2 separate regions of the Sus scrofa genome follow, and region 1 is linked to region 2. A link is a contact called in public HiChIP or PLAC-seq data. All regions are on one chromosome and are shown on one strand. Each heading gives the region's core, a stretch centred on a gene start, on an enhancer-like site or on the middle of the called end of the contact. The rest is flanking DNA. Distances are from core to core; before and after follow the strand shown.

Region 1 (5,600 bases), core at 949-3,448, 420 kb after region 2:
TTGCAGAAAGGTGCCTAAAGCGTCAGTGTATAACTTTAATGAATCATTAGAAAGCAACCGTATATATAAAACTAGAACATCACCAGCACCTAGAACATTTCTTCCCAGTCAAAACCCCTCCTTCTTCCCTAGAGATAACCATCATCCTGTCTTTTATACGGCATATACTATAGTTTTGCCTGATTTTGGCCCATATGTAGGTGGAACCATATAGTGTGTATACATGGCTTCTTTCACTCAGTGTCATGTTTAGAGAATTAGCCACCTCGTTGCATGTGGGTCATATAAGTCTTTCATCTTTCCCACAGTATAATCTGTCATGGGCCAATGCCATCATTTATCCATTTTCCTTTTGATGCACACTTGAGTTGTTTCAGGTTGAGAGCTATTGTGAATTAAGCAACCACAAACTTCTTGTATGTGTATCCAGGTCTAGGAGTGGAATTACTGAATTGCACAGGGTGCGTGTGTATTCACGCCTTTCCTAGGCTTCCTGTGATGACTAAGAGCTGCTCTGCATCTTTGCTTCCACGTGCTCTGATCAGATGTTTAGTTAATGTGCCTGTGGCATGGATGGGCAGTAACTCACTGTGGCTTTATTGTGCATCTCCCAGATGTGATGAGGTTGAGCACTTTCTCATGTGCACTGTTTTACCCATTATTTTTTCCACTGAGCCGTCTGTTATTCAGTCAACTAACTGACCCCCTGAAGGTCACTATGCCCGGGGGCGGGGGGAGGCGGTGAGGATATACAGCACACGTTCCCTGCCCTGAGAAGACTTTCCTGAAATAAAAGCAGATATATAAACGGTGCTCATAACACTGTTGTGACCGTTGAAGCATCTGGCTCCCTTCCCAGCCTGATGGGCAGCTGAAGGGATGGGGACAGGACTCTTCTTTGTGTCATGTCCTTGGTGCTTAACACAGTATCTGGCACATATTAGGTGCTTAGTAAAGTTCTGTTAAATGCATGAATAAGGCATTTTCAGAGGATGGTGAAAGTGCTCTCGTAGTTGCAAGTGTTGAGTAAGGGAGAAGCCAAAACAAGGCACCACGAATCGCACCCACTCCCCTACCAGAGTGGGGCAAAGCTTTCCTAAGAGGTCATATTTGAAGCAGACCTTGAATGGCTTTTGCCAGAAGCCACAGAGGAAGTACATTCAAGGCAAAGGCACAGAATGCACAAAGGCCCGGAGAGGGAAAAAACAGACAGACTCCACTAGAAATGGGAAGTTGGGGGGACTAACACTTAAGGCGAATAGAATGAGGGGGCAGTAAGAAAGGGCATCGGTTGGGGACAGTGATGTGACGGGACCGCCTTGTAAATCTCAGAAGCAGTGGGGATAAAAGTGAAATGAAATACAGAAAAAGAAATTGCTCAGGTGGAAGAGGGAGGGGGGCTGTTGAGCATTAGAATTGTTTCATAAAATATTTTTCTGACATCTTGTATAAAATAGAGCAGCCATATAAGCCTGCTCATGACATCAGTTGATACCATCAGTCATCTCTTGGAAAGCTGCGGTGTGGCTTGAACAAGTGTAGAGTGGGGATGAGGAATGACGTTTTGCAGTCAGACCTGGATTTAGCCGCAGCATGGCCCTTGTGGAGCCTCCATTTCCACATCTGTGGTTTGGAATAATGCCTGCCTGGCCAAGCTGTCAGGAAAATTAAGGAGACAAGGCATGTAAAAGGACTTAACCCTTGCCTGGACGGATGCCAGATGGTAGGATGGTTTTCTGTTGTAGATTCTTAAGTGTTCAGTTGCTATGATCATTATCTGGCTCCTATATGCTGGCTGTTACACGCTCACGTCGCTAAATGTGCTAGTGTAGGAGCAATTAGTCCACAGCAGGGACGTCAGTCATTTGAAGAGATCTGCCCCCCACTCTCTTCCACATTAGAGACAGGTGGTCACATTAGGGCAGACCTGGAAGGCAGTGCCGGGAGCCTTGGCTCTTTCTCCAGTGCTGAACTTGGCAGGGTGGCTTTGTTCTCCGTTTGCTTTCTCTCATGTATTCCTGAGAAGGCTGCGAAGGGAATTCTGGGCTCAGTATTTATAGCTCTTTACCTAAAGAAAGAGTATCTTGCCCAATACTCTTGCAAGAAAGGGTTTAAACTTGTAATCGGCAGGAACCCAGGCAGCTCAGCTTGCTTGGCCCAAGCCCCGCCCCTCGGCCAAACTTTCCAAAGTGGGCGGTCCTTCTGAAGAAACGAAAGTGAAATTGAACCGGAGCCATTTCCAAGCCCATCTCCAGGCCCGGGCCTGTCCTACTCGAGAGCCTGACGGCCCCGCCTCAAGGAGGGTCCCTCCCGGGAGGGTCGCGCTGCCGGCGGGCGGGTGGGAGTCAGGACATGCCTTGGAGGTGCCATGGACCCGAGGCAGGTAAGCCGCTGGGGTCAGAGCGCAGTCAGGCCAGCAGCAACTGGCTCATCCTACACCTCCTGTATGTTTCTGTTTTTGTGTGACATACGCGCATTGTGAGAGTGTGTGTATATTTTCTTGCCAAGAAAAATTGCTGTTCTAGGAATTTAGGAATTTGTATCATGCTAATTAATTCTGCCTTGTGGAACAAGGCCTGGAAGAGGGTTTGTGAGGAAAATGGGAAAATGCATCCTGAAGAGGAAACCCTGAGCCCAGGTCAGGACAGATCCCCCTCTGCTTTTCTGCCAGGACCCATGGCTGCCCACCCTACCTTTAGCTCCACTTGGACAACATGCTTTACTTTTAGCTGTCTCCTTTCCTTCTTAACCTGTAGGGGGAAGTTTATAGGGCCTTTATTCATTACCTCTAAAAACTGGAAGACTCTAGTGTTTTCAACAAGTGGTTAGATAAACTAGGATACATCCATGTAATGGAAAACTGCTCAACAAAAAAAGGCAGGAACTGCTGCTCTGTGTAACTAAGTGGACAAATCTCAGATTCATGATGCTAAGCGAAAGAAGCTGGACTCAAAAGACTACATACTGGAGTTTCTTTGTGGCTCAGCGGAAACAAACCTGACTAGTGTCCATGAGGACACGAGTTCGATCGCTGGCCCTGCTCAGTAGGTTAAGGATCTGGCATTGCCATGAGCTGTGGTGTAGGTCGCAGACATGTCTCGGATCCGGCATTGCTGTGGCCGTGGTGTAGGCTGGCAGCTGCAGCTCTGATTCAACCCCTAGCTTGGGAACTCCCATATACCATGGGTGTGGCCCTAAAAAAAAGGAAAAAGAAGAAAAAATGTATGAGGGAGAAAACAAAGCTAGAGGAAGACAGATCAGTGGTTGCTAGGGGCTGGGTGTAGGGAAAGGAATTGGTTGCAAAGCACATGAGAAAATGTTTTCGGGAAATGAAAATGCTCTGTATCTTGATCGCAGTGGTAGTTATAAGGCTTTATGTGCTTTGACTCTATATAGTCAAAACTCATAGAATTATACACTAAAAAGGGTAAATTTGACTGTAAATTTATACCTCAGTTTAAAAAAAATATATAAAATATCATGTGGTAAAATAAAGGTGGGGGCTGGTCTCTTGATCCTAAATATACGAGACTAGTTTAAAGGGAAGCTTTGCTGGGCAATGAATGCTAAGTGGCTTGCTACCTAATTTGCGTGGTACATATGCATGAAGTGGATGAGTGGAGATGTTGAGGGATTTAGGAACGTTCACAGTGGGTTAGTTTCTCTCGTCCTTGCTCTCCCTCTCATTCTGTGACTCTCTTCTACAAATGGCTGTTCCGAAGTGGTGGTTTGGCTTTTAGGGGATATAAGGGGATATAAAGAAAAAATTAGGAGGGGCTGAACGTTGAACCACCAGCCAGCAGACAGTGATTTAATCAACCCTGCGATGATGAAGCCTCCATGAAAACCCAAAAGGGTAGGTTCAGAGAACAGCCAGATTGGTGACCATGCGGAGATGTCAGGAGTGGGGCCCTGGGGACAGCACAGAAGCTCCTCGCCCCTCCCCCACACCTTGCCCTCTGCATCTCTTCCATCTGGCTCTTCCTGAGTTACAGTCTTTTATAATAAACCAGTAATCTAGTAAGTAAAAAAAAAAGAAAGAAAAAGAAAATATTAATACTCTCCCTCTCATTTTTCCCTCAAATAACTATTGTTAACAAATCCGTATATCCTTTCCTTCTTTCCTTTTTTTTTTTGGTCATGCCCTTGGCTTGCGGAAGTTCCTGGGCCAGGGATCAGGCTGGCACTACAGCAGAGATAACACTGGATCCTTAACCTCTAGGCACCAGGAAGCTCCCCTTTCCTTCTTTCTTCTCTCCGTGTTCTTTCTAGCTTGCGCACACATTCATGGGTTTTTAACTATTTTTTCCCCCTTTTGCGGCCATACCTGTAGCATGTGGAAGTTCCCAGGCCAGGGATCACTCTGCAGCCTATGCCACAGCTGCTGCAGTGCTGGATCCTTAACCCACTGCGCCGGGCTGGTGCCTCCACAATGACAGGCCAGATCATTAGCCCACTGCACCACAGTGGGAGCTCCCACAGGTTTTTAACTTTAGTACACCAAAAAGGGGGGGGGGATTGTAGCATACACATTCCTCTGCAACTTGCTTGTTTTTGCTGTTGTGAATTTAACATATCACTCCTAAATAGATAACACATTTGAGAAAAAAAAAATTGAGTATGGTTCCATGGCCTGAACGTGTCATGATTTGTTCAACCTTCTTCTGTGGATAGACCTTCGAATATTTTGCAGGTTTTGGTCAAGTAGCACCAGTTTAAATCTAGAAAGCCTTGAGCTAGAAACTGACTTTAGCCACTTTTAAACAAAGTTCTTTTACCAGAGTCACCCAAAGAGCTGATCAGAAATCCCCTCAAGTCCCCATACTCTGTGAGCCGGCACTCACTGTGTGTACTTACACAGACCTCAGCCCGGGGGTGGCGGGAGGGGGAGTGCATCACGAGGAGCAAGAAAAGGGATGGGATTGTGTGTCTAGCGCGGTCTTATTCGTACGGGGATTGATTCAGGAAACATTGGTCCAGGATCAGCTTATGCCAGGTGCTGCCTTAGGTGCTAGGGATGCAGAGATTAGTGAAGCATAGTCCTTGTCCTCCAGGAGCTGACCGCGGAGTTGACTGAAGCCCCCATCCGTACAACATGAGGAAGTATCGAGAGTGGACAGCCGAGTATAATTTCTAGGGCACCTAATGTTGTTAATCATCTTTCAGACACATTTCAATCTGTGTGCCATTTTTTAAAAAAAATCAGTAGCTATGATTAAAAGATAAGTGGTGTAACGGGTGCTGAGTGGGAGGAGTTCAAGGAGAGGAAGCTGTCGTGGGCTGGGGGATGTGGGATTCAGGCGTCTCCTAAAGAAGGTGGCATGTAAAGAGATCTGTAGGGAATGGGCCCTGGTTGTGAGAGGTGACAGTAGAGAGCGGGGCAGGCACATTGCCCTGGAAGGTGGAAGGAAGGAAGAATGAGAGACGTTTGTAGCCTGTGCGAGCGGTAATGAGGGGCTCCAACTGGGAGAAGGCACACTGCAAAGATTAGAAGAGGTGGACAAGATAGGACTTGGCAGCTACCTGATGTGATGTGGGAGAGGAGGGAGGAAGGCAGGCAGGCAGCAAAGATGACTCAGGGTTCCAGCCTTAATAACTAA
Region 2 (5,828 bases), core at 626-3,125:
TATCAAGCAGAGGAAAGAGCAGGAACAAAGGCACGGAGACGGGAAACCGGCAAGGTTGCAGACATCACCTGACCCACTGACTCCCGCATTCACCTCTCAAGTCCCTGCCTCTCAGGAGAGCCTTCCAAACATCTCCTGGAGGTCACTTCAAGCAAAACTCATTCCAAAACTATTTCCCTTCTCGTCTGACACTCCCTTGAGTACAGCAGGGCTGGCTGTGTGTGAGTGTGAGTGTGTGCCTGCACCAATGGAGCTCTCTTCTGTGTCTCTCCCAAGTCCCCCATAATGCTTCCGTTTCCTGAGGGAAAAAATGTTAATTGTTGGAAATGTGTTTAAAACTGTAAAAGTACATGAAATAAGCTCTGTAAACTGTGAAACATAAGTTCCAATGCTATGGGTTCTGGGACCCTGTAAAAATCTACATCTTTGCCTTTAAGATAGAAATAACTGTACATGCAAAGAAAGACTGTGAGCGCCCCCTTGTGGAGAGACCTACGGCGGCTGGGCCCGCTGGGGCCTCCTGAGTCTGGCCCCCCCTGAGTCTGGCCCCACCCCCGCGCCAGCTCTGCCCCCGCAGGGAGGGACCTCACCCAGGCTGAAAGCCTGCAAGTGGCTATTGATTCCGTGCCTTCTTCCTTCCCTCCCCAAACTGGCTCTGAGACCTGTGACACCTTCACTCTTCCTCCCTCCATCTCAGAGCAACTTCCTGCCACACCCCACTCCAGCCAGGCTCCCTACCTAACCTCTGACCTCCCATAGCCTCCCTCCCTGCAGGCTTCTCCAGTCCACTCTGCAACCCTGCAATGGGTGGGGAATGGGGGTGGGGGCAGTTCAGGGCCCTCTTGGAGGGATTTCCAGACTGTTCTGGCCATGGCCACTTCAGCCCAGTCCTCAACCCCAGCCTCTGCCTTGCACATCTCACATGTGATGGAATCCTGGCCAAGAGAATAACTTTCTTTTTCTTTTTCTTTTTCTTTTTTCTTTCTTTTTTTTTTTTTGCTTTTTAGGGCCACACTAACGGCATGTGGAGGTTCCCAGGCTAGGGGTTGAATTGGAGCTGTAGCTGCTGGCCACAGCCACAGCCACAGCTACGTGGGATCGGAGTCTGCAACCTACACCACAGCTCACCACAATGCTGGATCTTTAACCCATTGAGTGAGGCAAGGGATCGAACCCACAACCTTGATTGCGGGTCCCTAGTCGGATTTGTTTCCGCTGTGCCACAACGGGAACTCCCCTTTCCTCTTCTTGACCATGACTTCCTATCTGCAGCCTCTTGAAGCCCAGTTATGGCCCTTGCAGGAGCACCTCCTCAGCTCCCATACCTGGCCCCACAACCAGTTCATAGTATAGCCCTTGAACCATCGCCAGTTTTTTGTTTATTTCTTTTTTCTTTTTAGAGCGCACCCACAGCATATGGAAGTTCCCAGGCTAGGGGTCAAATCGGAACTGTAGCTGCTGGCCTACTCCACGGCCACAGCAATGCTAGATCCGAGCCATATCTGCAACCTGCACCAGAGCTCACAGCAATGCCCACGGATCCTTAACCCACTGAGGCCAGGGATCAAACCCATGTCCTCAAGGATACTAGTCAGGTTCATTATCACTGAGCCACAACGAGAACTCTGAACCATCTCTGTTTTGTGGCTGCCTCTCTTGCATCCCCTAGATCATGAGTCTCTTGAGGGCAAGAATATGGCTCCTTCATCTTTGTCCTCCGACAGGGCCCTGGGCATCCACACAACCACTCATTTGCAGTTGCTCTAGCCCCACAAATAGGGGCAGACAGATCAGGAACCCCTGTGCCCAGCCCCTGCCCAGCCCCTGCTCCTCCCAGGCATTCGGGGGTGGAGACAGGAAGTACAGGGTCCAGAGGTCAGCAGGGGAGCAGAGTGAGGCCCAGGACAGCCCAGCTGGACGCCAGGCTGGGTGGGGTTGAGGACTTTGGTCCAAATGGAGGGAAAGTAGCTGCCAACGCAGCAGGCGGGAGAAAATGAAAGCAGAATTGGACGATAAAAACGGCACAAAGTCAGAGCCAAGGGGAATATGAAGGGCAAGAAAAAAAATCAAAAGTCAAAGCTAAAAGTTAAAAAAAAAAAAAAACTCAGCGTCAGGATAAAGGGCTGAAGGAGGTAGATAAAGACGGGTCGCCCTTTCAGGAGGTGGGAACACGGTAACGTTTCTTCTGACAAAATGTCCATATTTCCTTTAACTTTGTGTAAACAAGGAACCCAGCTTTAGAAAAAGGCCGCGTTAAAGGCACAAGAACAGTCACATTCAGAGCCTGAGGTGGGTCTGCAGCTGGGGTCTGGGACTCAGGGGTGGGAGTTGGAGGAGGGGTTGGGGCGGGGGCGGGGCTTGGAGTGGTGGGCGGGGCTTGGGGTGGAGCTTCAAGACTTACGCTCGGAGGACCAGCAGGAAGGTGCAGGAGAGCAGCACCCGCAGCAGCCCCAGGGCCCACTCCAGCTGTGCCTCCTGACGTCTCACGTAGTCTCGCACCTCGGTGCTCACGTGTTCCCAGCTCGTGTTGAGGCCCAGCATCCCGGCCCGCTTCTCTTCCTGGGAGAGGACCTGGGTACAAACTCAGAGGCCCAGGCCCAACCCCCCAGCCTCTCCGTGGTGCCTTTCTCCTAATGCCCCACTCTTGGGTCCAGCTCTTCCCGGGACTTTAAGAGTGGCCGATGCCCTTCTTGACACGGTCTTGCTCCCCTGCCCTTGTATGAGCTGCCACCCTCTCACACCTGGCTGACCATTAGGCCCCGGGTCAGGGCCCTGCGGGCCAGCCACAGGCTTGGCACCCCGCCTGTCCCCTCACACCAACATCGTTCCCCCTCCCTCACAGCCTGCCCCCTCCCTCCTGAGCCCTCTCCCTCAAGCCCTGGTCCCTGTGCCCTCCTCCCACTCCCTGTCTCCCCCCACCCTCACCCGATGCCCCTCCTACCTTGAGGTTAATAGTGGCTGAAAATTCCCCCTCCAGGCCACGAATAGACTGGTTGAGGGAGTCATAGGTTTGCCCAAAGTTGCCTTCCACTGGGATGCGACTGCGGCACCAAACTTCCATCACTAGTGGGCAGTGGGGCCAGGTCAGGGGCTTCCCTGAGCCCCGGCCTCCAGTCGTCCCTTCCCAAGAGCCTTTTCATCCCGCCTGCTTTTCTGTCTCTCTGCCGGTGACTTCCTTTTTTTTTTTTTTTGGCTGCCATGGCTTATGGAGTTACCAGGCCAGGGATCAGAGGATCAGATCCAAGCTGAAACTGCAATCTGTGCCACTGCTGGATCCTTAACCCACTGTGCTCCGCTGGGTTAGTGGGTTGGCTTGTTTATTTATTTATTTATTTTTTAGGGCTGCACCCTCGGCTTATGGAAGTTCCCAGACTAGGGGTCTAATCAGAGCTGCAGCTGCTGGCCTGTGCCATAGCCACAGCAACACCAGATCCAAGCCACATCTGCAACCTTTGCCACAGCTTGTGGCAATGCTGGATCCTTACCCACGGAGCGAGGCCAGGGATCAAACCTGCCTCCTCATGGATACTAGTTGGGTTCTTAACCTGCTGAGCCGCAATGGGAACTCCTTGGCTGAGAATTGAACCTATGTCTCAGCGCTCCAGAGACACTGCCAAACCCATCGCACCACAGTGGGAACTCTGGCAGTGATCTTTAGGGCTGCACCCTTGGCATATGGAAGTTCCCAGGCTAGCGGAGCTACTGCTGCTGGCCTGCACCACAGCCACAGCAACACAGGATCCGAGCGGCATCTGTAACCTACACCACAGCTCACAGCAACACCGGATCCTTAACCCACTGAGACCAGGGATCGAACCTGCATCCTCATGGATACTAGTTGGGTTTGTTACTATTGAGCCATGATGGGAACTCCTGCCGGTGACTTTCTACCACCCCGAGCCCTTCCTCTCTTCACTCTCCTCTTTTCCCCAGAACCAGGGCCGGATTTTTCCCCCCCATTTCTTCACCTGCCTATAACTATACCAAATATTAATAATGATAGCCAATATTTTTGGGGGTACGCCCATGGCATATGGCATTCCCAAACCAGGGATCTGCCCCACAGCACTGACAATGCCATATCCTTAAACCACTGAGCCACCCGGGAAGTCCAGGATAGCCGATATTTAATGGAGCAATTCCTCTGTGTGCCGGCTCTGTTACCAGCTTTACATGTCTTATCCACTGAAATCATCAGAAACCCCTAATGGGATAAGCACTATCTTTATGCCCATCTTTCAGATGGAGGGACAAAGCTGAGAGCCTTGCTATAAACTTACCTGGGTCACAAGCCCAGTCAGTGGAGGGGCTGGGCTCTGAGGGTGCCGTGTCCTCAAAGCTGAAAACCCTCCCCCGTTGCCCTCCTACCCCACATCTACCCAGTGGTCGCCAAGGACTCGGATCCCCAGCCCTGGTGCGCCCCACCCCCGTGCTGCTGTGCTGACCCTTGGCAATGCCACAGAAGAATTTGAACTTCATGGGCAGGCAGAGCAGGTGCTTGAGGAGCGGGACCCAGATGTGTCGCATGCACTGTTGGTGCTTTTGGTCAAACCAGCGGCGGCAGGTGAGCATGGCCTTGTTCACCACGTCTGTAGGAAGGGGTAACAGGCGTCTGAGGTCCCCACCCCCTGACCTGGAGCCCCAGCCCTGCGCCGCACCCCCCCCAGGCCCCCCTCCTCACGGGAGCAACGCAGCTTTGTCTTCATCTCGTATATCTTCTGTGTGGAGAGGCGGCGTCTGAAGGCTGACATGCGGAGCGGCTCTCCACCCTGGGCTGTCTGCTCTGAGCCCTCGGCGTCGTCCTCAGGTGTGTATCCACTCTCACTGTTCACCTGGGCATCCAGTTCCTCAAAGGAGCTGGTGATGTTCTGAGTCTCGGCTTTCAGTGACTCTTTGCTGCTCTGGGGTTGGAGGGAGGGGAGGGGTCAGCCATGTGAACTTAGCGCTTCTGCTGCCCCTACAGCCTTTTTGTCTCGCATTAGCCAAGTTTGGGTTCTTACCTCAAGCCTATAGGGAGCCTAGGCCCCGAGACAGCCTCTCACCTGGAATTCTCCCCACTTCATGGTCCTTGGGAGCCCTCGCCCCTCCCCAGCTGCCTCTGTTCTGCTCACCTCCCAGGCTCCCAGCTCGTCCTAAGGCCTCCCATCCAGATCCTTGCTGGTCAAGGGAGGGTCCCCTTGGACTTCACGCCTCAGCACGAATGTCTCAGACTACTGTGCCATCTCAATGTCCCCGACTCCCAAGCCCCTCAGCCCTTATCTCCCCAACTCCTCAGCTCTCCAGTTCTTCCAGACCACCCCCCCCCCCCCGCTGGGCTTCCAGGACCCAATTCCCTAGTCCCCTAGTCCCCTGGTCCTCGAAGCTCCCAAACTCCTCAAGGCCAGGCCCATTTCCTGACATTCTAGCTCAGCTGTCCAGAGTACCACCTACTCAGGTGTTTGGAAAGGTGTGGGGGGCGGGGGGTGTCCCAATAGATGGGGGTGGGGACACTCCTGGCGTTTCATGCCCAGGGACCCAGGGTACATCTTGCAATGTTTGGGGACAGTTCTGCCAAAAATGCTGGCACCACCCACATTGAGAAACTGTTAGTCCAGGGTCCCAGCTCCCAGCTCAGGTCATCGAGGCCCTGTGGGGAGAGGAACCCCTAGGCCCTTGCCCTTGCAGGGTCCTGACCAGCAGGTCCTTGAACACTGCCCGCAGGGGGGCTGTGGAGACGCGCCAGGCCGCGCGGGTGTTGTTGATCTGCAGCTCCACGGTGCAGCCCAGCGATGCTATCACCTCATTGAGGTTGTGCCGCAGGTTGGCCACTGGTCCTGGGGGAAGATGCC

What was found. HiChIP or PLAC-seq counts read pairs in DNA pulled down with a chosen protein or histone mark.
Region 1: a contact with region 2 is called in an H3K27ac HiChIP or PLAC-seq map of alveolar macrophages. The contact joins two enhancer-like sites. A contact is called at or near these places in 1 of 5 promoter capture datasets (fetal liver) and 1 of 2 datasets of contacts at active chromatin or transcription factors (alveolar macrophages).

Annotation. Positions count from the first base shown.
Region 1 is chr4:95,170,618-95,176,217 of Sscrofa11.1, forward strand. All of the region lies in intron 1 of ADAR (double-stranded RNA-specific adenosine deaminase), which reads left to right. Among named protein-coding and RNA genes, the nearest start is that of ADAR, 19 kb to the left of the region's middle. Within about 2 kb of position 2,199, at least 74 of the 83 cell types and tissues checked have an H3K27ac peak or open chromatin away from gene starts, as enhancers often do. A contact at or near this core is called in alveolar macrophages and fetal liver, where this site is marked.
Region 2 is chr4:94,754,541-94,760,368 of Sscrofa11.1, forward strand. DCST1 (DC-STAMP domain-containing protein 1) reads right to left here. Exons shown (of 16, transcript XM_021089738.1): 5 at 5,674-5,813; 6 at 4,682-4,901; 7 at 4,446-4,589; 8 at 2,942-3,063; 9 at 2,402-2,559. Among named protein-coding and RNA genes, the nearest start is that of ADAM15, 9.4 kb to the left of the region's middle. Within about 2 kb of position 1,876, at least 43 of the 83 cell types and tissues checked have an H3K27ac peak or open chromatin away from gene starts, as enhancers often do. A contact at or near this core is called in alveolar macrophages and fetal liver, where this site is marked.